4 separate regions of the Sus scrofa genome follow, and all the other regions are linked to region 3. Evidence: chromatin contacts called from public HiChIP or PLAC-seq and promoter capture Hi-C data. All regions are on one chromosome and are shown on one strand. Each heading gives the region's core, a stretch centred on a gene start, on an enhancer-like site or on the middle of the called end of the contact. The rest is flanking DNA. Distances are from core to core; before and after follow the strand shown. Region 1 holds the start of SEC24C (protein transport protein Sec24C). Region 2 holds the start of LOC106506035 (undifferentiated embryonic cell transcription factor 1-like). Region 3 holds the start of ADK (adenosine kinase). Region 4 holds the start of CHCHD1 (coiled-coil-helix-coiled-coil-helix domain containing 1).

The links. Promoter capture Hi-C pulls out the DNA fragments that hold promoters and counts their contacts. HiChIP or PLAC-seq counts read pairs in DNA pulled down with a chosen protein or histone mark.
Region 1: an H3K27ac HiChIP or PLAC-seq map of alveolar macrophages shows a contact between it and region 3. The contact joins the promoter of SEC24C here to the promoter of ADK in region 3. A contact is called at or near these places in 1 of 5 promoter capture datasets (fetal liver) and 1 of 2 datasets of contacts at active chromatin or transcription factors (alveolar macrophages).
Region 2: a promoter capture Hi-C map of fetal liver shows a contact between it and region 3, with 5 times the contacts expected there. The contact joins the promoter of LOC106506035 here to the promoter of ADK in region 3. A contact is called at or near these places in 2 of 5 promoter capture datasets (fetal liver and liver) and 1 of 2 datasets of contacts at active chromatin or transcription factors (alveolar macrophages).
Region 4: a promoter capture Hi-C map of fetal liver shows a contact between it and region 3, with 4 times the contacts expected there. The contact joins the promoter of CHCHD1 here to the promoter of ADK in region 3. A contact is called at or near these places in 2 of 5 promoter capture datasets (fetal liver and liver) and 1 of 2 datasets of contacts at active chromatin or transcription factors (alveolar macrophages).

Annotation. Positions count from the first base shown.
Region 1 is chr14:76,469,623-76,475,922 of Sscrofa11.1, reverse strand. It overlaps SEC24C (protein transport protein Sec24C), which reads right to left and starts at 2,217. Exons shown (of 24, transcript XM_013983347.2): 1 at 2,082-2,217; 2 at 1-101. The coding sequence starts at 73.
Region 2 is chr14:76,533,615-76,539,322 of Sscrofa11.1, reverse strand. LOC106506035 (undifferentiated embryonic cell transcription factor 1-like) reads left to right here and starts at 2,994. Exons shown (of 7, transcript XM_013983327.1): 1 at 2,994-3,039; 2 at 3,186-3,246; 3 at 3,873-3,908; 4 at 4,469-4,967; 5 at 5,053-5,248; 6 at 5,337-5,542; 7 at 5,620-5,631. The coding sequence starts at 2,994. The coding sequence ends at 5,631. CAMK2G (calcium/calmodulin dependent protein kinase II gamma) reads left to right here. Exons shown (of 21, transcript NM_214193.1): 20 at 1,381-1,625; 21 at 2,219-2,442. The coding sequence ends at 1,613. It overlaps NDST2 (bifunctional heparan sulfate N-deacetylase/N-sulfotransferase 2), which reads left to right and starts at 4,628. Exons shown (of 16, transcript XM_005671114.3): 1 at 4,628-4,967; 2 at 5,620-5,708.
Region 3 is chr14:76,833,834-76,839,944 of Sscrofa11.1, reverse strand. It overlaps ADK (adenosine kinase), which reads right to left and starts at 3,873. Exons shown (of 11, transcript XM_003359240.4): 1 at 3,735-3,873. The coding sequence starts at 3,799. It overlaps AP3M1 (adaptor related protein complex 3 mu 1 subunit), which reads left to right and starts at 4,271. Exons shown (of 9, transcript NM_001243516.1): 1 at 4,271-4,318.
Region 4 is chr14:76,505,462-76,511,864 of Sscrofa11.1, reverse strand. It overlaps CHCHD1 (coiled-coil-helix-coiled-coil-helix domain containing 1), which reads right to left and starts at 4,547. Exons shown (of 3, transcript NM_001190155.1): 1 at 4,398-4,547; 2 at 4,156-4,274; 3 at 2,605-3,564. The coding sequence starts at 4,521. The coding sequence ends at 3,451. FUT11 (alpha-(1,3)-fucosyltransferase 11) reads right to left here. Exons shown (of 3, transcript XM_001928248.5): 3 at 6,089-6,403. It overlaps ZSWIM8 (zinc finger SWIM domain-containing protein 8), which reads right to left and starts at 708. Exons shown (of 26, transcript XM_013983348.2): 1 at 64-708. The coding sequence starts at 562.

The sequences.
Region 1 (6,300 bases), core at 968-3,467, 360 kb after region 3:
GATGATACCCTGGGTAGACAGGCTGGGGCTGCCCGAATGGCGGCACAGGTGGAGCTGACTGGTTAACGTTCATTATGAGAGCATCCCCAACTTGGTCTCACCTATTAGATGAAAGAGAAGAGAGAAATTAGTCAAAATCAACTTTCTTGCTTTTTTTTTAAGGCTGCACCCATGGCATATGGAAGTTCCCAGGCTAGGGGTCAAATCAGAGCTGCAGCTGCACAGCCACAGCAACACAGGATCTGAGCTGTGTCTGCAACCTACACCACAGCTTACAGCAATGCCGGATCTCTAACCCACTGAGCAAGACCAGGGATTGAGCCCACGTCCTCGTGGATATAGTTGAATTCATTTCTGCTGCACCACAATGGGAACTCCCCAGAATCAACTTTCTAAAGAGAGAGCACTATTCACAGTAGGAATCAGAGACAGAAAAGGATGGAGCTTATCAAGCAGTGATCGGCCTAATCATTTCCACACTACCAAAGGATCTTTGTAATTTTCTGCCTCAGACAGTAGGTAAGATTGCCTCCTCAAAGTAAGGATTTTGTTACTCTCAACCCCATGCTTTGTCATTGCCAAGAGGGTATAAATTTCAACTTCAGATAGGCCCACTAGAATGGAGCAGCAGCCTCCATTCCTCGTGGTACGATTTCTAGTGTCTAGTCATACCACTGATGAACTGCTGTGATATTACAGGTAACTGAAACAATGTTCCCACTTTCCATTCATTAACTCTAGCATCCATTCATTCCACAAAAATGAATACCTTCTAGTGTGCTAGTCATTTTTAATCACTCAGACTTCATAGCTAAAACAGATCGGCAAAATTCCCTCCCCCTCAGAAGGCAAATTTTAGAGTAACCGGCTAGAGAAAAGACATTTTTTGGTTAAACTGCAGTAAATCAAGTGCTTCTCCATCCCCAGTATTCCCACCAAGAGTGTATGGACCTTAGAACTGAAGCATTAAAAATCAATAAATGTAAAGAACAGTTGAAAACTCTAGCAAGTTACCAGATTAGAATTAAGTGCAGGCCTGGCACAAAACATCTCACAACAACCCAGGGAAACAGTTCAAAGATCAGTGGCAAAGTTACATTTCACGGAAAAAGATCATTCACCTTATCCTTCTAGCAGAGGGACTATGAGTATTTCAAATCTCAATGCACTTCTCCAACTCTCCAGTTTGTGCTCTCCTTATATGTCATGAATCTAGGCCACCACCGAAATTATCACAATCTTTTCCAGCAAAAGAGGAATGAACTGGAGAGCCTTTCCAGGGTCCTTTCAAGAAGAAGACTCTCTGATCATATCTACTACTCTACATAGCCTGATCATTCCAAATATCCTATAGACAGAAGGGGCCCAGGAAGCAAAAAAGTTCAGTTTCTGCAATGGAACAATGGGCCTCTCCCCTTTGCTAGGAAGGGCCATTTTGACCACAGAAAAACTGAGCTGCTTCTGGACTAGAACTCTTTAAATTCAACGCCATCTCGGGAGCTGTTCTTCCAAATACTAAACCTAGCACAGAGCACCACATGAAGCTTGACAGACGTCCTCTTCACCTTTATCCTCCTAAAGTCAGTGTGGGAGTGGGGATGGCAGAAAAGGAGCTTCTTTTCGAGGAAATAACCCTTTCAAATACACCCAAGAGTTTGAAGTAAGGCTCAAGTCTCTGAGTGGACAGTCAAGGGTGACAACCCAGGGGGCGGGGCAAGCTTCCTAGAACTCTTAAAGTAGTCGAACTGTGGAGGCTGGGAGCGTCGGGGCTCAAACCCGAGAAGCCAAGCCAGCTTCTCAGGCCACGATGAGAGAGAGGGCTGGTCCACTAAGCAGTAGATCAAGGGTCTCTCGCCCTTCAGCAGGCTCAGGGCAGGAAGCGGGAGCCGGAATCTGGGCCAAGAGGGGAGAAGGGAGGGTCTAGGACTGATCCTGGACTGTGGATGCCTGAGGTGAGGGTCTCTCCCTGGGCCCCGCCCCGGGCTCCTCCCATTCTTCTGAGACCGGACCCCAATCTGGCCAGTGATACCCCGGCCTCTCTTCTGCTTTCTACCCACCAACCTCCCGAAGCCACTCCTCACCCGGCTCCAGATCCAGGTTCGACTTCGTTCCTAACGTCAAGGCTCCCAGGCTCCACTTCCGGTTCCGAGGAAGCCGGCCCTTCGCCCCCGGAAGTTCCACCCCCACGTTCCAGGGCCACTCCTTCTGCCACGTCTGCGGTAGGAGCGCGCTGAGGAACCCGGATGCCGCGCACGCGCCATTTTCCCCTCCCATTATGGCCGTCACCTGGGACGCTTCGCTGGTTCCTATGCATTTTCGCTCCACCCCAACCCCCACCGCCACCCACCCCAGAGTCCTGGTAACTTAAGGTCCCATCAGCTGAGATGCGATTGAGAAAGCTAGGTCAACTATCTTTAGTAACGCTCCTCCAGTTCCGCTATGACAGAGACCGCTAGATTTAGAGTCCTGTAGCGACTTCCTGCTGACCCCTGGCCCCATTGATTTCCGTCTTCGATGTTCTCACCCATGACCTTTGCTGGTCCTGAGTTTTGCGGAACGGAATGTATAATATAAAAGGACACTAATTCTTCTTTTGGGCTTCATGTGTTGAAGTTGTGGCTCTTCAGTTCTCTAACTTGGGTGACTTAATCTCAGCCTCGGTTTCTTTAATCTGTAAAATGGAGAAAATATGAATGCCCTTCTAATAGCTTGTGGAGAGGACGGAATTAGGTCACATAGAGTGCCTGACAACATAGTAAGTGCTTCTTACTTTTTTTTTTTTTCTTTTTTTTGGTCGGGCCAGTGGCATGTGGAAGTTGGCAGAACAGGGTTTGAACCTCTTACCACAGCAGTGAAAAGGCTGGATCCTTAACCTGCTGAGCCACCAGGGAACTCCTAGTTAACCATTTTTATTTAGTGCCTTGGTTTAGATGCAGAGCTCTGCTAAAGCCTGATGATCTCTACTCTCAGAACACCCCCAGCCTATTGGGTAATTATTATTACCCATTTAGTGAGTAACAATAATTGTAGCTGGTATTTGTGGTAATTTAAAAAATATACATAACCTCATTTAATCCTTTCAATAATTTTTTTCATTTTTAATAATAGTAATTATTTTAGTACAAATATTGATGTTTATTTTTAGATAATAAAAATTCAGGAGCATTTTTCTACTTCATAGCATCCATTAAATCAATTTTATGACTTTTTGCATTATAATATATTCATTTATCATTTTTTGTATTTTTTTATTTTTTCTCTTTTGTCTTTTTAGGGCCTCACCCTTGTCATATGGAGGTTCCCAGGCTAGGGGTCCAATCGGAGCTGCAGCTGCCAGCCTATGCCAGAGCCATAGCAACACCACATCTGAGCCACGTCTGTGACCTACATCAGAGTTCACAGCAACACCAGATCCTTAACCCACTGAGCGAGGCCAGGGATTGAACCTGCAACCTCATGGTTCCTAGTCGGATTTGTTTCCGCTGCACCACAACAGGAACTCACTGTATTTCTTTTTTTAACAGTATTTAATTTACTGTGAGTTTCAGGTGTATAGCAAAGTGATTCAGTTACACACACACACACACGCACACATATATATTCTTTTTCAGATTATTTTTCATTATGGATTATTACAGGATATTGAGTATGGTTCCCAGTGCTATACAGTAGGTCCTTGTTTACCTATCTTATACATGATGGTGTGTATATCCTAATCCCAAATTCCTAGTTTATCTCTTCTGGGACCCTCCTGCTCTATCCTTTGGTAACCCTAAGTTTGTTTTCTATATCCATGAGTCTATGTCTGTTTTGTATCATTTGTATCATTTTTTTTAAGATTCCATATATAAGTGACATCATATATTTGTCTTTTTTTTTTTCTTTTTTGTCTTTTTAGGGCTGCCCCCACAGCATTTGGAGGTTCCTAGGCTAGGGGTCTAATGGGAGCTGTAGCTGCTGGCCTACACCACAGCACAGCAACATCAGATCTGAGCTGCCTCTGTGACCTACACCACAGCTCACGGCAACACCAGATCCTTAACCCACTGAGCGAGGCCAGGGATCAAACCTGAAACCTCGGGGTTCCTAGTCAGATTCGTTTCTGCTGTGCCCCGACAGGAACTCCATATTTGTCTTTCTTTATCTGACTTCAATTAATATGACAATCTCTAGGTCCATCCATGCTACTGCAAATGCATTATTCATTCTTTTTTATGGTCAAGTGATATCTATCTATATAGCTATAGATACATCCATCTTCATCCATTCATCTGTTGATAGACTTTTAGGTTGCTTCCATGTCTTGGCTATTGTAAATAGTGCTGCTTTGGGTGAATGTATCTTTTTTTTTTTTTTTTTTGTCTTTTCTAGGGCCTATCCCGTGGCATATGGAGGTTTCCCAGGCTAGGGGTCCAATCGGAGCTGTAGCCACCGGCCTACGCCAGAGCCACAGCAACACGGGTTCTGAGCCACATCTGCAACCTACACCACAGCTCACGGCAACGCCAGATCCTTAACCCACTGAGCAAGGCCAGGGATCAAACCCGCAACCTCATGGTTCCTAGACAGATTCACTAGCCACTGAGCCACGATGGGAACTCCTTTTTGGTCTTTTTAGGGCCACACTGTGACATAGGGATGTTCCCAGTCCAGGGGTTGAATTGGAGCTGTAGTTGCTGGCCTACACCCCAGCCACAGCAACACCAGATCCAAGCCGTGTCTGTGGCCTACAACGCAATGCTGGATCCTTAACCCAGTGATTGAAGCCAGGGATTGAACCTGCATCCTCACAGATGCTAGTCAGGGGATTCATTCCTGATGAGCCACAATGAGACCTCTGCATGTATTGTTTTGAGTTAGAGTTTTCTCTGGATATATGCCCAGGAGTGAGATTGCAGTATCATATGGTAACTCTATTTTTAGTTTTTTATGGAACCTCCATACTGTTCTCTGTAGTGGCTGCGCCAATTTACATTCCCACCAACAGTGTAAGAGGATTCCTTTCTTTCCACATCCTCTATAGCATTGTTATTTGTAGACTTTTTTTTTCTTTTAGATATGGAGTTCCTGGGTCAGGAATCAGATCCAGATCTGAGATTAGAACCAAGCCGCAGTTGTGACCTGCACTGCAGGTACGGCAACACTGGATTTTTTAACCGACTGTGCCAGGCCAGGGATCAAACCTGCAACCTGGCACTGCAGGGATGCCACCAATCCCATTCTATCACAGAGAGAACTCCTATTTGTAGACTTTTTTAATCTTGGCCATTCTGACTGGTGTGAGGTGATACCTCATTGTAGTTTCGATTCCATTTCTCTAGTGATATTGAGCATCTTTTCATGTACCTGTTGTCTATCTGTATGGCTTCTTTGGAGAAATGTCTATTTAGGTCTTCTCATTTTTTTATTGGATTGTTTTTTTGATATTAAGTTGTTTGAGCTGTTTGTATATTAATAATTTTGAGAGAGTTCCCATTGTGACTCAGCAGGTTAAGGACCTGACTAGTATCCATGAGGATGCATGTTTGATCCCTGGTCTCCCTCAGTGGATTAAAGATCTGGCCTTGCTGAACGTTATAGTGCAAGTTGAAGATGCACCTTGGATCCATGTTGCCATGGCTGTGGTATAGGCCTCAGCTGCAGCTCTGATTTGATCCTGAGCCCAGGAACTTCCATATGCCATAGGTGTGGCTGTAAAATAATAATAATAAATAATAATAACTTATTTTTTAATCATATGACAAACCATGTTCTTGGTTTGAGGAATACAGTAGTGAGCAAAAGTTCTTGGCCAATTTAAATAATGTATTGTTTTACATTACATACATGTATGATAAAGCTATGAAGAATAACAAAATTCAGGCTGTAGGTTACCTCTGGGGCTGGGAGAGACAAAAGTATAATTGGGAGAAATATAATGGAGCTTCAATAATAATAACTGTTCTATTTCTTAATATAGACATGGATATTTACATTATTGTTATTTTCAAATAATTCATATGTATTATATACAATTCACTTTATAAATTTTTTTTAACAAGGAAGAAAAGAAATGGGGAAAAAGAGCACTAGTGGAAAGGAAGCAAGATTGGTTAATCTTTCATTTAAAGGGAAAAAAATATTTTACAAAATTTAAAAAAAATTTTTGGTTATGCCTGAAGCATTCAGAAGTTCCTGAGCCAAGGATCGAACCTGAGCCATAGCAGTGACAATGTCAGATCCTTAACCTGCTGTACCACCACAGTACTCCCTAAAGGGAATTTTGTGTGTGTGTGTCTTTTTAGGGCCACACTCACAGCA
Region 2 (5,708 bases), core at 1,745-4,244, 300 kb after region 3:
GCCCGCGTTTCCCTTACTGACCTGCCTGCCACACCCTGGGCTGTGTGCTTGCCTCCTTGTGCCCAGAGGATGGTCTTAAACTGTACCTTTGAAGGCCCTCCTCCAGCCCCGTGTGCCCCTCCATCCTGCAGCTGCCCCTCAGCAATGCCAGTTGCCATGATCAGGGTCACTGTATTGCTTTAAGACTCACCTCTTTCCAAGATGCTGGGAAACCATTTGTGGTTAGGTTGAGGTGATCTCAACGAGTCATGATGAAGCTCTGTGTCCGCAGGTTTTCACAATAGAGGAAATTAAAACCAGGATAAGAATGTGCAAGCGAGTAGCAGGGCACTGTGGGTGATCGTGAGATCAGAAGCTGTGGCTAGGGTCCTCCTCCTGGCCACGCAGGGAGACGGGAGGCCCAGCTGGGGCTGGGGTTTGGGGGGGTACCCTCTGGACAGTCCCTGCAAGTCCCAGAGGATAAAGAAGCTGACCCATCACCTCCCAGCTTTCTCTCCACTCTCTAAGACCATCCTCCTCCTCATTTTTTTCTCATCTTTTGCACTTTATTCTGGGCCTTCCCCATCCTGCCCTTTTATTTCCTCACTCTTTTCTCTACTAACTACCATCCTCTCCATGTCTCAGTTTCACCTAGGTTAGCTAAGTAATTGTTAGCCAGGAGCAATTCCAGAGTTTGTAGACGCTCCCTGGAAGGTCTCACGTAGCCCCTGACATTAGAATTGAACTGAAACGTGAATCTCAATATATGCAACACAAGGCACGGTGTTTGCTGGGATAATGCAATCCCTCTTCTTTTGGTTCCCCCACTAGAGAATCCTGGGAACCCTGGGGAATATACTGAGCTTGGTGCCTTAGTGATCTTTTTTAAACTTTGGACCTTTTAAAATCAGCAATCAGTTTTAACTATTTTAAGTTCTTGACTTTGCTCTACAGCCCTAATTATGGACAAACCAACCCTCATGAAAGCTCAACTCGCCTAACAGTAGAAAGATCATCATAGGCTTCCATTAAGATGGTCCTGAGTTCAAATATTGTGTGATTTGGGCAAATTACTTCACTTCCTTGAGCCTATTTCCTCATCTTATAATGAAGAAAATAATACTGACCAAGGAATATAGCTTATACGTGTAAACCCCCCAGCACAATGCCAGATTAAAATAGTAGCTGCTATTATCATTTTTCCCTACCTTTCTCTTCCTTTTGAATAACCAAGACTAATCTGATGGGATTTCCTGGCCTCTGGAAGGTATACAGGGGACTTGGAGACTCCACAATGGTTGCAAGAGAGAGACAGACTTGGGAAGTGCGGGCTGGGAGGAAAATGCCAGTGCCCAGGCCTGACACCCTCCTACCTACCCCACCCTACCCTGCTCCCTACAGTCTTATCCAAGAACAGCAAGCCCATCCACACCACCATCCTGAACCCGCATGTCCACGTGATCGGAGAGGACGCAGCTTGCATCGCCTATATCCGCCTCACCCAGTACATCGATGGGCAGGGTCGGCCTCGCACCAGCCAGTCGGAGGAGACCCGGGTCTGGCACCGCCGGGATGGCAAGTGGCTCAATGTCCACTACCACTGCTCAGGGGCCCCTGCCGCACCGCTGCAGTGAGCTCAGCCACAGGTGCACCTGGTTGGGGGGCACAGGGCGCTGGGACAAGTGGGGGCAGGGAAGGAAGAAGAGGGTGAGAGGAAGCACCTGGGGAGGATATATGGGCCATCCCAGAAAAGTAGCAAAGGCTGTGGACAGAGTGTGTGTGTGTGTGTGGGGGGGGGTGGATAATAAGTTATACTCTGAAATCAAACACACTTGGGTCTGACCCCATGCCTCCAAATGCAGTGACCTCAGACAGATTACTTCCTAAGCCTCACTTTCCTCGGGTGTCAAAAGAGGGAAGGAGTGGTGCCCCCCTCCTTCATTGCTGTGAGAATTAAATAAGATACAGCAATCATGAGACAATGTTATGTTTAAATACCAGCTTTCAGAGTTCCCTGGTGGCTCAGTTGGTTACGGCTCAGGTCATTGCTGTGGTGTAGGTTCAATCCCTGGCCACAGGTGTGGCAAAAAAAAAAGGAAAGAAAGTAAATACTAGCCTCTCCCCCATTCTCCACCTTCTCAGGTTCTCAGGCAGACTTAGCCAGGTGTGGCGTGTGTTTAAGTCTTGGGAACTCATCTGTGTCTGTATTGTCCTCTGTTCTGTTACCACGTCTTGACAGGGGCATAAGGAGATCCCAGCCGGAGGTCAAACCTTCGCAGCCAGTGGCTCTGGAGGGCCTGAGCGACAGTGGCAGTTCTGTTCGTTTGAGGTTTAAAACAATTAAATTACAAAGCGGCAGCAGCCAATGCACGCCCCTGCATGCAGCCCTCCCGCCCGCCCTTCGTGTCTGTCTCTGCTGTACCGAGGTGTTTTTTACATTTAAGGAAAAAAAAAAAAAAAAAAAAGATTGTTTTAAAAAAAAATGGGATCCATACCATGATGCGTTTTAAAACCACCGATAGCCCTTGGACTAGCAAGAAGGCAGGAGTTTGTGTGATGCCCATCCTGGCACAAGCACTGGGCTCACCCACCAGCCCTGAAGAGGTGAGCTCAACCTCTGGCCTCCATGGACTCGGGGGGCCAGGCAAAGACTGACAGAGCTTTGGGGGCTGTGATGTGATTGCAGCCCCTGAGGTGGCCTGCCCGCCCCAGGTCTAGGAATGGACTTCTTCAGAATTTGTATACGCACCTAGAATGAGGCTGATGAGAAGAACATCGTGGCCATCAGACCTACTTGGGAGAGAACTCAGAGCTCCCAGCCTGCTGTGGAGGCAGCTGAAAAGCAGTGGCCTCAGGACTGAGAAGCAGTGGCCCGGACGTTGCTGTACTGTACCATGTAGTGTAGAAGGGAAGAGAATTGGTGCTGCAGAAGTGTGTCCGCTACGAAGCTGATGAGAAACCTCGTGTTAGTCTGACATGCACTCACTTACTCATCCATTTCTATAGGATGCACAATGCACGTGGGCCCTGATATAGAGGCCCAATCCTTGCAGCTGGGAAGTGGGAGGGGTTGCCGCTTTGCTTCGTGTTTGTTTTCTTATAACTTAGCAAGGAGAGAGCCAGGCCTTGGTCTCGGCTCCCGCTGCTGCCCTTGGCAGTTCTGTTTCTGTGCTGATTCGGACCATCTTTGTCTTGCCTTTTCACAGTGGTGGTCCCTGTGCCGACCCTCATCTGGGCCTGGGCCCTCTGCCAAGTGGGATGGGAGGAGTAAGGCAGTGGGATTGAGTTGATGGTTGTTTCTATGCATTCAGGCTGCCCTCAGGGGTGCCTCCCTCCTTACTCTTCCCGTCCTGCACGCCCATCTCTTTTCCTGTCTTTGAGATTGACCTGACTACTCTGGCAAGAAGAGGAGGTGTCCTCTTTAAAGAGGCGTCTCTTTACTGACCACCTGAAGTACAGACTTATTGCTGGACAGTCTGCATGGGCATCACCCCCACCCTCACCTGCATGTACCCAAAAGAGATGTCCAGAGCCAAGGCTCCTACATTCATTGTCCCTCTCTGTGCTCAAGGAGTTCCATTCCAGGAGGGAAAAATTTATGCTTTAAGCAGACAGCAGAGAAGATAATGGAGGAGCAATTGGTCATGGCCTTGGTTCCCCCCAAAACAACTGTGCAGACCTGTCTGCACTATTGGGGGAAAAGATGGGTAGACCCTAGCTCCCCGGACTGCCTTAAGGAAGCACAGGAGCTGGGGGAAGAGGCAAAGCTACAGGTTTACCTTGGAGCCAGCTGAGAAGAGAGCAGACTTATAGGTGCTGGTGCTTGGATTTAGCCAGGCTCCTCGGAGCACCTCCTGCATGCCCCAGCCCCTGGGCCCCTTACTGCCCTGCAGCCTGCAGTACCAGCACGCAGACACCTTCACCACAGGGTTTGGTTTTGCTGGCTTGAAGACAAATGGTCTTAGAGTTCATTAAGACCCATAGCTTCATATGGCTGCTCCAGCCCCACTTCTTAAGCATTCTTACTCCTCTTCTGGGGCTAATGTCAGCATCTATAGACAATAGACTATTAAAAAAAAAAAACACCTTTTAAACAGGAAATGGAAGGCATTTGATGCAGAATTTTTGCATGACGACATAGAAATAATTTAAAAATAGTGTTTGTTCTGAATGTTGGTAGACCCTTCATAGCTTTGTTACAATGAAACCTTGAACTGAAGATATTTAATAAAATAACCTTTAAACAGTCCATGGTGTTACTGCTGTTGGAGGCTTAAGGCCAGAGGCTTAGATTTTAGCAGCCTGGGTTACAAGGTTTCAGGTGGAGAGATGTACTTTCTCCCACTCCTTTTGTGCCCATTTAAGAATTAATCTTCCTCATAAATTCATCAGCCTCCAATCAGTCCCCCCAGCCGCTGAAGCGAGTTTGGGGTGGAGGGAAGAACTTGGGCCCTTAGGGACTGAGCTCCGGGTCTCGCCCCGCCCCCAGGCCCCGCCGGCATCCAGGACCGACCCCGCCCCCCCGCCCCGTCCCTCAGTGGGCCGGCCCGGCTCCCCCCCTCAGCCGGGCGGAGTGGAAGAACCCGCACCCTCGGCCCGCCCCTGCACCCAGAGACGCGGCGCCCGACGCTCGCCAGACTGTGCCACCGCGCAGGGAGGAGGGGGGTGCCTCTGCCGGCGGCGCGCAGAGCCTGCTGTATCTAAGGCGGCGGCTCGGCCGAGCGCTGCGGAACACCGTTCGGCGGCCCCGCACCTCGGCCGCGCGGCTGCCAGGCCCGGAGGCGGCAGGGACCCGAACGGGGCCGCTAGCGGCAGCGCGCCGCCTCCCCCCCGGTGGGAGCGGTGGTTGGGCCCGGCTGCGGCAGAGCGTTCGCTCGGAGATGGCGGAGCCGCCGCGACGCGGCCCGAGGCCCCGAGAGCAGGGAAGCCGGGCAGCCCCGGGACGTGGCGGAGCCCGGGGACAGCGGGGACGCCGCCCAGTCCGCCGGGTGAGACGCCCTTGGGAAGACCCCCCCCCCCGCCCCTCTCAGAGTGTGGCCCCCACCCACGGTCCCCGCACTTCTACCCTCACAGACTTCCCTCACCGTGGCCACCAAAACCTCCCGCAGGGGCGTCCCGGGCGGCCCCTCGGGGCGGCCCGCGTTCCCCTCCCCCTGTCCCTCCCGCCGGCCGGCCCTGGTAGTGGCCTCATTCCTGTCTGCTCGTCCCCTCAGCACGGGGCTCCTCCTCCCCTCGGGGCTCTCCTGCCCCGATGTCACCGCTGACTCTAGTCCGCGCGCGCCCCTTGCCCTTTCCCCTTCAACGCTCCACGCCCGACTCTCCATACCCACCTGTGACCGCGTGTTCCCCCCCGGCAGGTCCCTCCATCCGCAGCCCCCATGTGCCCGCCCTCTACGCCCACGGCGCTGCTCTGTCCCCCTCCTCCCGCGGCATCCGCGCCGCTGGTCTCCACCGTGGGCCCCACACCCCCCGGCCTCCCCAGCCCCCACCTCCGCTGCTTTCCGTCGAACCTCCCGCTGCTGCGCACACGTTCAGCACCTTTCTGCGCGGTGGTCCCGCTTCGGTATTTAGCATTCCACCTCACAGCCTCCCCCAATACTTTCTCTGCACCCCTTCCCTAAATATTGCTTCTTCTTCTAGGTCCGAAGCTAAAATGCAGTGGTTAAGAGCAGGGCTGAACCTTGACAGGCCTGACTTTGCATCCCAGTTCCTCCACTGAGCTGTGTGAT
Region 3 (6,111 bases), core at 2,624-5,123:
AGTGGAAATGAATCAGACTAGGAACTATGAGGTTGCAGGTTTGATCCGTGGCCTCACTCAGGGGGTTAAGGATCCGGTGTTGCTGTGAGCTGTGGTGTAGGTCGCAGACACAGCTTGGATACCTCGTTGCTGTGGCTGTGGCATAGGACAGCAGCTATAGCACTGATTAGACCCCTAGCCTGGGAACCTCCATATGACGTGAGTGCGGCTCTAAAAAGCAAAAAAAAAGAAAGTAAAATGGTTGGGAATCAATAATTTGAGAAAAGCTCAACATTTGCTGATTGGAGAACTGCAGTTTTTCCTTTTTAATAGAGATTAAAATTCATGACCCAGAAAAATGCATAACTGCTGACTCAGAGAGAGTTAAGAAGTGGGCTCTTCAAATTCAACCATTTCTAACACCGTTACAGCTTACAAATATTTGCTGTGATAAATAACTAGAGCTATGATTAACGATGATTAGATAGAACTTGAGACTGGAGGTGGAGAGACTGGTTAGAAAGCCAATATAAAGTCTAAGCAAAATGAAGTCTAAACTTGAGTTGTGGCAGCAGCGAGGGAAAAGAAAAGGAATTTATCAGATGTTGCTGAAGAAGAAAAGATTAACTTTGATAACTACACTACATGCAGAGGGAAAATGAATCGAGTATCTAGATTCCAAACTTTGGAGTAAGAGAAGTTAGTGGTGCCATTAACAGACATAGGGACCACAGAAGGTGTAGACTTAGGATAGTAGATGGATTTAGTTTAATACATATGACTTCGAAGTGTCAGCAACACACTCAGAAGGAGATATGTAGCAGACAGTTAAAATTAGGGTTTGAGAGCTGAAGCACAGAGAAACAGAAAGATGATACATGCGAAGGTGACCAGCTCAAAGCCTGGACCCTACACTCGCTTCAGTCCGACCAAACAAATGTAGTTCCCAAACAGAGGCAGCTCTCTCCCATTTCTACCTCCAAACAAACTTTTCTATAAAGCCAGACACCTGATTTCACACCCAGTTAGCTCTTTGTCATCTTTCAGAATGCTCTGGTATCATTTTCCCAAACCCCATTCATCTTCCACCTGGAGAATGATACCTGGGTCTTAGGTCTCTCTCCATATGTACCTAATTTTTAGCACCATGCCTAGAATAGAAGGCTTGAAAGACTGACTGAAAAAACACAGTCCCCTTAAAAATGACTGCTAAAGAAATGAACTTGGACAATATTTTTCAAAGGAGAGAAAAGAAAATTAAGTGGATCTAAATATAGGTAGTTGTCATGGAACATCTTCATCTAGGGAGCATTTACCAAAAAATGTTTCTCTCAACTTCTTTTAACCCTAAATACCTCATCTGTAACACAAGGATAATTACTCATACTTCACAGGTTGCTGGAAGGATTAAATGAGATAGTATATATAAAGCTCCTAGTATAATGCCTGGCACTCAATGTCCTCTTCTGTTCTGTAACTCAGTAAGAAGAAAACATGATAGAGCCAGCTTATTCTTTGCAACTTCAGTAACTGCTGCACACTGAAAAACTAGGATGCAAGTTCAATCTCTGGCCTTGCTCAGTGGGTTAAGGATCTAACATTGATTTGAGCTGTAATATAGATCACAGATGCGGCTCATGTTCGGCATTGCTGTAGCTGTGGTATAGGCCAGCAGCTACAGCTCTGATTCAACCCCTAGCCTGGGACCCTCCATATGCAGAGGGTGTGACCCTAAAAAGACCAAAAAAAAAAAGGATATTTGAGAAAGAGAGGCTAGACTTGTCAGCTGCTCACCCTAGAACCAAAATTTTTTTTTTCAATCTCACACTATTGTCAATTTTGTCTAGATAATTCTTTGTTGTAGGGGGCTTCCTGTGCATAGTACAATGTTTAGCATCATTCCTAAATCCCACCTACCTGGTGCCATTAGCACTCTCCACCAAGTATGTCTACAGCCATCGCCAAAATGTTCCCTGGGGGACAATATTTCCCCTGGTTGAGAACTACCCTAGAGTTCACTAGGGCTTTTGGATAAATTGCATAAAGTTGATAAATTTAGTATGGTAATTAAATTCTAAGTACAGACTTAGAATCAGACTGTTTTTAAATCCTAACCCCATCATTTACTAGATAGGTGACCCAGATCAAGTTACTTAACCTCTCTATACCTGTTTTCTCCTTGATAAAATGGATATAATTATAGTGTCTTCCTTGTAGGGTTGCTGTGGGATTGAATGAGTTAAAGTAGGTAACATGCTGACAGAATACATATTAAACATTATTATTTATCATTATTTTAAGCATGCATAAGCAGAGAAAAGCACACAATAAAGTCAAATAACAATGAATTTGCACCCAGCTGCTCTGGGTTCATACTTCATTTCCTCAACTGTTTCACTCAGGCTTCCATTTTCTCATTTGTAAAATAGGAAAGCACTTTGAAAATGGATTAGCATGAACAGAAAATCTGAGGGCTGTATGTAGGATAACAGAAAAGTTGCAGCTGTCTTCCAATTTGAAAGAGGAAAATTTGTAAAGGAGGTGCTTTTTAAGGAAATTCTCTAATAAATGATCAAAGGAGGGAAGCACATGCCTTTAACCCAGGGAGGTCTGATTCAAAAGCCTTTGCTTTAGTCTATAGTTTGAAATCCTAAAACAAAAATAGAACATCCTGAGGAATCCAAAAAAAAAAAAAGTTTATTTTCTTTGTGTAAGGTAGGCACACTAAACCTTTGCCCTTTTGAGGGTAATATGAAATATATTAAAAGGCGAAAGATTTATACGATCTGAAGAGAAACCAGAGTATTAATATGAAATATATTAAAGGCACTGGCAGGGATTTGGTCACTAACCATTCAAACAGCATGAACACACCACCAGATCCCTTAGTGACCTTTCATTTTCAATTATGATTCACTCTTTCAGAGGTGAAGGGTAATGTTGGAAGAAGTGAGCTTTGTCTTGTACAATTAGGAGTGTCTCAAGAGTTCTAAATCAGTTTGATATGTCTAGTTTAAGACACAAAATTTATTGCCTTCCAAGGAGCATTTCAAAATCAGCAAAGAATATATATACTACACCTCATGTTTATTAGGGGATACTATATTAACCAATAAGCAAAAGCTGAAACATCAAATCACCTGTAAAGCAAAAATTAGGTGGAGAACTATCTCCACTACTGCCAAAAAATGCAAAGAAAGTAAGAAAAATCAACTTTTCCTAACCATTCAGGCAAATTCCATCCCCGCAAAGCCTCGGAGGTGGGGTCCCGGTCCCTGGAAAAGGGTCTGCAAAGGTACCAGACTTCAGTAGCGAATATACCAAAAATAAGGTGAAGACGTCTTTCCGCGAAAATTCCCCTAAATTCTGTTTTTCTCCCGGGGTAGTGCAGTCGCTACGCATTTTCCTCGTTATCCCCAGGAAAAAGGAGGTAGCCGCAGGTGACGCGGCTCAGGTCGGGTCTGGTCCTCCTAGGTCACATCTGCCCTGTGCGGACCGGCTCCCACGTGGCGCCCACAGCCTTCCACCGCCAGCTCCGAGCGCCCCGCCAGCGCTGTGATTGGCCAAGGGCGAGCAGGCGGAGACTGAACTAAACTGGGCAGGCGCCGGGCAAAGGGTCGCAGCCCAGCGGATACGAGCGCTGGCCTCAGGCGGGCGGTGAGGATAGCACCCAGCGCCGAAGCCGCGCAACCCCACGTGGGCCAAGGTTAGCGGCAGGCGCCGTTGCCCTCCACCCTACGTCAGGTAGTGCTCACCTCAGCGTTCGCAGCGCCTCCACCTTCAGCTTTTTGGGCTTTGGCTCTTCTTCAACCGCTGCCATCTTCACGCTCCCACCTCACTTAAGCACCAGCGCACGCCCCACCCCTTCGGCTCCTTGGCCACGCCCCCTCCTCCCATCACCGCCTCCTTTCCTCTAGACCCCGCCCCTCTCTCCTCCCCCTAGTCCCCGCCTCTCCCGACCACAGCCATTGGCTTTACTTCTGGGCCTCACCCATTGGATAATGCACAGCCCCTCCGGACCCCGCCAGTCCGACTGTAGGGGCACCCCTAACTGGTTTAGACTGCGGATGAGCGCCTGAGTCCAGAAGATGCGAAACTCCCTATTTTTCTAGATTCTGTGTGATCTAGAAGATTATATCCTAAACTTCAAAAGACATATTTCTCATTCAGCGTCTTCCCGCTCGTTTAATCTTTCCAATACTGTTGGTTTCTTTGAGGCTGTTAGTCAGGCAATCTACCAGGCACCTCAACTGCAGGGGTCCTCACGACCTTCTCAGCTTCCTCAGCCTCGCTCTGGAGAGGACCCCGCATCTAATCACTGGCTGGCCCTGGTGTCGGGGTGAGTGTGAGGGGCTGGGAGTGTGCGGATAGGGGACAGCTCGAAATCTGGGGGGTTGACGGAATAGCCAAGGCTCTGAACTCCAGGCTGGGCTACGGAAGCGTCTCCAGTGCTGTTTACCGGGGCCGTGCCTCCCACTAGGCCTTCCGGTCTTTCTTGTCAGCTGGGCCGGAAGGGAGCGGTGTACTTGCCAGTGTTTCTAGGCCCTAGGCCCAAGAGGTTCTGGCTTTTTGGGTCCCTCGCCGTTCTCTGCCACGGGAAAACGGTCTTGTAACGCACAGTGAGCTGGAATACCGGTGACTCTGATCTCAGCCTCAGGTTTCTACTGTGGAGGACAAAATCCTTAACTGACCTAAGCGGACGTCCTGTTAGAGCGTGTCGCCCAGGATGGGCCTGGGGTGGGGAATAGGGTGAGGAGAGTGTTGCATTTTTTCAGAAGTGAGTTGATGGGAATCAAAACTGAGGAGGTGACAGCGAGTATGGAAAAGTGATGAATGATATGGTTTGGTGGATTTGTATTGAACCCGAAGCCAACGCTTCATCAGAAAGGTGGTACCTTCATAAAGTTAGGAGTCCTTACATGAAAAGGAAGAATCTTGTGGAGTTTGGGATATATCGAGTTTGAAACAGTGGTTTAGGTGGAGGTAATAGAAAGATTAAAAAGAAAAAAAAAAAAAAAAAAAAACTTACAAGTACATCTGAAAGAAGCTTTCGAGGTGAAAACAAAAACAGATGAAATTTCACATAATTTGGTAAGAAGTATTTGTCTTGTTTTGGGCAAATTTATTAGGGACATGAAATACTGCAAGGATCAAAGGACAAAGTTGAAGTCTGAGAATAGGTCGTTGGATTTAATGATTAGGAAGTCATTGGGTTATTTGAGAAAACTGCTTTAAAGCATCATTTACTGAGAGGAGAGACTGCACGTGCAGACTAGTGCTTCTTCTTTTGTTTTTTTGGGTTTTTTTTTTTTTTTTTTTTTTGGTTTTGTTTTGTTTGTTTTTTTTTGTCTTTTTGCCATTTCTTGAGCCGCTTCCGCGGCGTATGTAGTTTCCCAGGCTAGGGGTCGAATCGGAGCTGTAGCCGCCGGCCTACGCCATAGCCACAGCAACGCGGGATCCGAGCCGCATCTGCGACCTACACCACAGCTCACGGCAACGCTGGATCGTTAACCCACTGAGTAAGGGCAGGGATCGAACCCGCAACCTCATGGTTCCTAGTCTAATTCGTTAACCACTGCGCCACGACAGGAACTCCCTGCTTCTTCTTTTGGACCATGAAGCAAAAGATTGTTGAGGTGGCAAGGTCCCTAAAAGATTTGGGGTTTGTTTGTTTCAAAGAATATCAGACACTTTATGTTTGGGAGCAGAAAGCAGGTAACTAATGTATAAGATTAAAGATCCAGGGAAAAGGAGTTAAGACTTGGGAAGAGAGAAAAGGAAATGGGATCAGAATTACAAGTGGAAAAATTAGTGTTGGAAACAACAGAGCACACTTTGACTTGAGACCATAGAAAAAGAGGAATTCGATGAATGAAAAATCATCTGAAACTTAACATACCTTTGGTGGGAAAGCTCTCTTGGCAATAAAGGTAGCCTTTCTTACCGAATCTTGGGATTTCTACATTGTTTCTCAACAGTAAACATAATAGATTATTGGAGTTCCCTGCAAACTAGATATTTTTAAGTAGCTTAATAATTATTAGTGAGTAGCAGATGGTATTTGTAGAGAAGAGGAATTCTCTCTTTCTATAGATGACTCTCTCTCCTATTCCACAGAGAAAATAGAAGCCA
Region 4 (6,403 bases), core at 3,298-5,797, 330 kb after region 3:
GACAGCTCCCGAGCCAAGCCGAAGCCGGGCCTGTCCGCTCCCCTCCCCCCAGATCACCCTCACCTCGCATTCTGGTACTGCCACTGCCACCTCCGCCACCGCCGCCAGTGGGGGAATTGGGCCCCGCTGACTGTTTGCGCCATCCCCGCCAGTTCTGGCAGAGGCTCTCAGCCTCGGAGATGAAGGAACAGAGCGAATCCTCTTCAAAGCGGTCCGAATCCTCGAAAGAGAAGCGCTCTCCGTCCTCCCACTCCGCGAACATCAGCTCCATGGGGCCCGCACCCCCCGGAGCCGGGTCCCCCCCGCGGATCCGGGGCCTGGGCCGCCGGCCGGGGGCTGAGGGGAGGCCCGGGGCCTGAGGGGCGAGCCGGGGCTGGGGGTAGCCGGGGCGCTCAGGGCGGCCGTGCCGGGCGAGGATCTCAGGCCTGGGAGAGGTACAGCGCAGGGCCTCGCCCAACTGCGAGGTGTGAACGGGGATCGTGGCCGGTCTCCGAGACTCGCGGCCCGGACGAAGCGCTCGGCAGCCGGGGCCTCTCCGCGGCTGCGGCACCGCCTCCCCCATCAGCTGATCTGAACTTCCGGCCGCGCCGGCCACCACCACTTCCGCCCTCGCGCGCTTAGGAACCAGACCGGTACGCTCGGAGATGAAGGACCTTTTTAATTGCTACATTTCCTGCTTTTGATGCTCGAGCCCACCCCCAGATACCGTAAGAGGAAGCCAACCCCCAAAGGTATACGAAACGACTACACATCCCATCAATAACTCGGCGTCCATAATGTCCCCAAGGAATAAACAGCCGCCACGCATGTCGGGAACTGTAGGCTGTCAAGAAACAAACACAGGCACCATTGGGTGGAGTTATTGCCCTAACTCTGGATAGGCCCTGGGGCTGCATCACCTTCTGGGAGTTGTAGTCCAGAAGCCTGCATTCCATAAGACTTTTTATGGAGTCTAATTGGCGAAGCACCAAAAAGAGAAGGCATTTGATTTCAGAAGATGGTTGTACAGTTTGCCAGTGGGGCCTTTGAATCTAGGGGTTGCTGGCCTTTTTTTGTGCCATGGGCCGTTTTGCAGCCTGGTGAAGCTTCTGGATCCCTTTCTCAGATTGTTTATAAATAAAGAGTTACAAAGGAAACCAAACATGTTGAAATACAATTATCAAAATATTAAGTTTGTAACATAGTGCTTCTTTATTTACACATTAAATAAGATACAGCAGCAAGTGTAACAACTACCATAATTTTCAAGTTAGTGATGAATGTAAGTGATACTGAGATATCTTTAACAAATCACAATATATGAAAACACTGTGATTTCATATAGATACTGCTAATAATACTGTGGTTTTGTTTTCCACATTCCTAATTGAAATGCTCAATTTCTGTTGTGGTTAAAGACAAAATTTTTTTCCATGAGGAACTTCTCCACTAATCTAACCAATCAATACAGCAGTAGGCAGCCAATCAGGGGGATACTAAGTGAAACAATCAAAGCTGAGTTGTTGGGTTTCAGAGAGGAACAAAGGATTCTTGGCCACCATTGACCAAAGTAAGTAAAAGTTTGCCCATAAATTCTGGTTTTGTTTGCATAAACAAATCTGGAACAGTTTGGTAAAACCTTTTGGATAATTTTAGAAATAGCTGCAGATTAAAAACAGCAAATTATCCTGCTGTATAGCACAGGGAACTAAATCTAGTCACTTGTGATGGAACATGATGGAGGATAATGTGAAAAAAAAATGTGTGTATATATATGATTGGGTCACTTTACTGTATAGCATAAATTGAAAGAACAATGTAAATCAACTATAATAGAAAAAAGAAAAACCTAAAAAAAGGGAAAAAAAGATGACAAATTGACCTACAAAAAAAAAAAAAAAAAAAGACAAATTTTTTTCCCCCATCTATGTTCATAGACTCTTACTGGGAGTCTACTGACGGATATTAAGTACTTCCAAGACTAATCCAAAATACCTAAGCCCAGAGCTTCTTCCTAAGGCTGACAACCTCAGCCTGCAGAACCCAGCAATTGCCCAGTATCCAGCAAAGGGACATGAGGGCTATAGGAAGAGGTAGCTGCGCGGAGTCAAGGAGGCAAGGCCCATTTTTATCTTAATAACTATCCTACTGGAGCTTTAAAACCCCCACTGACCCCTTTGTGCATTTAATGCTGTAAAGTACATAGAAAAAGTTAACTCAGTTATGATTGAAAGGGCAAAGTATGCAAAAAATACTGTTCAATTGTTCTAATATCAGGAGGTCGCAAAAATGTTGTCAGCAACCAGGTAGTAACATAGAGAGAAGTGAACAGGTGATAAACAAAGAAGATAATTGCCGATTAAGCCTCAGTCTCACCATTTGAGAGTCCTGTGGCTAGATCACTGGAGAATGGAAACTAATGATAATCAGCTCTATTTGATTCTTTATTTCCATGTGGGAAATAAAAGGTTACCAGATTTTTGGATTTTTCTTTGTTTTTTGGCCGCATTTGTGGCATGTGGAAGTTCCTGGGCCAGGGATCGAACACAGAAGGGACCTGACCCACAGCAGTGACAATGCCAGATCCTTAACCCTCTGTCCCACAAGAGAACTCCTGATTTTTTTTTTTTTTTTTTTTTTTTTGCTTTTTAGGGCCACACCATGGCATATGGAGGTTCCCAGGCTAGGGGTTGAATCGGAGCTACAGCTGCCAACCTACAGCACAGCCACAGCAACGCCAGATCCTTAACCCACTGAGCAAGGCCAGGAATCAAACCCACAACCTCATGTTTCCTAGTCAGATTTGTTTCTGCTGCACCACAACAGGAACTCCAAGAACTCCTGATTTTTTTTAAAAAAAGCTAAAAAGCATATTTTTTTGGCCACACCCCCAGCCAAAGTGGATTTTTTATGATACTGAATTTTTGAATGTGGTCTGCTAATTTAAAAACAAACTTTTAATTGTGTGGGCCAAATAAAATACATCTCCAAAACCTCTGGGTCACCAGTTTGTGAACTTCTGATTATCCTGGCAGCACCTTGCAGTGGCTATGCACAGATAGTCAGTGAGTATTTACAGATAATGGCAAAAAAGCTCTTCATATAAACAGACTCCAACATCCTTATGCATCCTTTGCATACAAAGGCAAGGACACTAAGTGGTATAAAGGTTTTTGTCTTGACCCTGGTGCAAATTACAGAGCAAAGACTTTCCAGAGTGTAGGGGAGAACACAGGACTCAACTATAGTGGGAATACCTAATCCACAACAAAAGGCCAAGCTCTCTTCAGGGGATTTTATTTCAACATAAAATATAATTTCCATCCACATAATGATTCCAAAGGGTTAAAAAAAAGTGTTTCGCGTCCTTCCACTCTTCAAAAAGAACGTGTGACAATGCAAATATCTCTAAAAAGCCTCTGCATAGTTCTCAGAAGCTACAGTCCAGTCATTGAAAATGCTTCTCCATTTTCAGCTGACATGAGGTTTGTTAGGAAACCTATGTAACAACTTATTCAATTTCTTGGGGGGTAAACTCCCCAACTCTCCCAGGTTCTCCTGGATTGATCTCATCTTTCGGGCAGCCTGAAAACACAGAACAAAAATTAAAATGACAGCTCTAAAGTTGGCCCTGACCTAAGCTAATAGTTCTCACAACACCCCAAATCACACTGAGAAATTAACCAGCCTGGAGAGCTGCGTCATCTTCTCAGTCCTCTTTCATCAAAAGGACTTGGGAACCATGAATGACTGTATGATCTGAAGCCATCATCCAGCTGGCAATTAAATCTAAGCTGGAAACCAAATAAACTGTCCTTTCCTATCTTTAGTTCACTTGGGAGAATAATGTCTATTTGAGCAGCAATTTAAATTTTACAATGTGGTTTTCCCATTCATTTCTTCACTTAACACTCACAAAATTCTTTAAGGCAGATATGAATATTAACCTCACTGTGCATCTGATAAAGCTAAAAGCAGTAAAACAAATCGCTCAAGATCACGATGCCTTCAAAATTGTAAACTTTCGCACTTTGGCATGAGTCAAGTAGATCCCAAAAACTTTTCTCGCCCTTTTTGAGGGAGAAGAATTTTCTTATCACCAAGCAAGAGGCAGTAAGAACCATACTGTATACCCCATTCTCCTCCCAAGAGGGCACCCCAGGAGCCTCCTGTCACCTCAGCCCTCGAAGCACAATCGAAGAAGTCCTGAATCTCTTTTCTGCACGCTTCGTCGCGGAATTCATTCTGCTTCCAGCAAGCCATCATTACTGACATCTCCGTGATACAGGTCGCCTCTGGTGGAGAACGGGAAGGACCCTCAATCACAAGGAGACCCTTACCTTCCGGCCCTCCCACCCAGCGGCCCCCTGCACTCCTCCGGCTTCCGTTCTAGGGCCTCCACGGCTCCGACTGCTCACCGCCCTTCTCCCGGCGCCGTTCCCCGACATGATTGGCTAGGATGAGGGGCTTGTTGGGCTTCAGTATAGGCCTCCGTGGGTTTCCAAGCCGTGCTAGTCGACCCCGCAGGCTGGGAGTCGCCATTGCAAAGCGAGCTCCCGGCAGGCTCTGCGGCGCCGTGCGTGACCCTGCGTGACCCTACGAGCTTCCTGAAACTAGGAGGCTCCCTTTCCCGCCCAGCATGCACCGCTTTGTTTTCTTGGCGGGGCACCCGCGCTGCTGGGTTCTGACCTGCTTTAATAGAGACCGATGTGCAGGTTGGGAGGAGAATCTTTGGGACTCGTCTGCTGACCTAGGCCACTCTTGTGGGCCCTGAAGTCTTGGGGCAGTACTGGACCGGGAACACCCAGGAAACACTGATAAACGGACTCTAGTTTCGAGTGGTAACCGGCTGGATTAGAAGGTGATTGGAGTTGCCTGGTGGCTCAGTGGGTTAAGGATCCACCTTGCCACTATTATGGTGGGAGTTCGTTCCCCCGGCCCAGGAATTTCCGCCTGCAGCGGGCGCATCACCAAAAAAAAAAAAAAAAAAAAAAAAAAAAAAAAAAAGATTGACCTAAGCAAGGGCAGAGAGGATGGGAGCAAATAAAACTGGGAGACTGAAAAATGCTAAATTGGGAATTATTATTACTATTAAAAAAAAAAAAAAAAAAAGCCCACACCCGGAGCATAGGGAAGTTCCGAGGCCGGGGACTGAATCCGAGCTGCAGCTGCGGCAACACCGGATCCTTTAACTCATTGCTCCAGACCAGGTATCAAACCCGCACCTCCTCAGCTGGCGGGAGCCGCTGCGCCAGGGTCAGAACTCTAGGAATGATTTTAATAAACCTTCAAGAACTGTTGGTTTTGACTACGTTTGGAACCACCCCAGAAGCCGCAAAGAAAAATTAGCCCTCATTTACTTCAGCAGCTACTGTTGTTCAGAAATCGTTTGCTCATTTATATCGATCTCACTGGGTAAGGAAAGGTTTAAGGACTTTTGCATACATTGTTTTACTTAATCCTCTTCCCAATTCTCTGAAGATACTTAGTAGTATCATTCCTATTTATAGACTTTGTCCTTCCTTGTGATGCCTAGCTTTAATCAGACTTGGTTCTGACTCCCCCCCCACCCCCCACCTCCCAAAATGATTTACAAAGACGTACCGCTGATTCTCAAGGCATATATTTATACATGAGCACCATGTAATGGAAGCACAACTTGTACAAACTTGTAGTTCTTAAGATGACTACTTTGGAGAGCAATACTTAATTTGGTTGTGTAAATTTAGTATGCTAAAATCACTTATCACAGATGTCTGGAATCTTTCCATTTATCTCTGCATGGCTGGTTCTTTTTCTTCTGTTGAGTCTCAGTTTGTCAGGACTTCCCTGACTTCCATCCAAACCACTATCAAGCTGTTTTATTTTCTTCACAGCACCTATCATAGTCTGGATTGTCTTGTTCCCTTACTGTTCATTTACAGCCTTACCCCCAACACCCATTTAAAATGTAAGCACCGGAAGAGAATAGACCTTGTCTATCTTGTTCAGTGCTTAATCCCCAGTGCCTAGAGTAGTGCCAGTAAATGCTTGTTAAATGAACAAATGTTTTAAGTATTTTTCCAAGTCTCCAACTTTATCACAGCCAGAAATAAAACCAAGCAAAAGACACTGTTTCAAAAGAAGCCATTTATTATACAAAATGAAACCTGAGACAATAGAAAACAGCAACACCTGGGAATAGTAAGGGCATCAGCCCCAAGTTCCACCCTGACTCCAGCAACACAAATAAAGCTGACTCCTATCAGACACTTCTACCACCAATAACCCCAAGCCTGCTGCTGTACAGAATGCAGGCTGGGTCACAAACTAGCGAAAATTCACATTGCTTGCTTTCTCTGTAGAGAAAGAGAAGCCTTTAGTTGGATAGCTAGGTGGCTATTTCTGGTGCTGCCTTCCCTTGTGGACCCGTAGCACCTGGCCT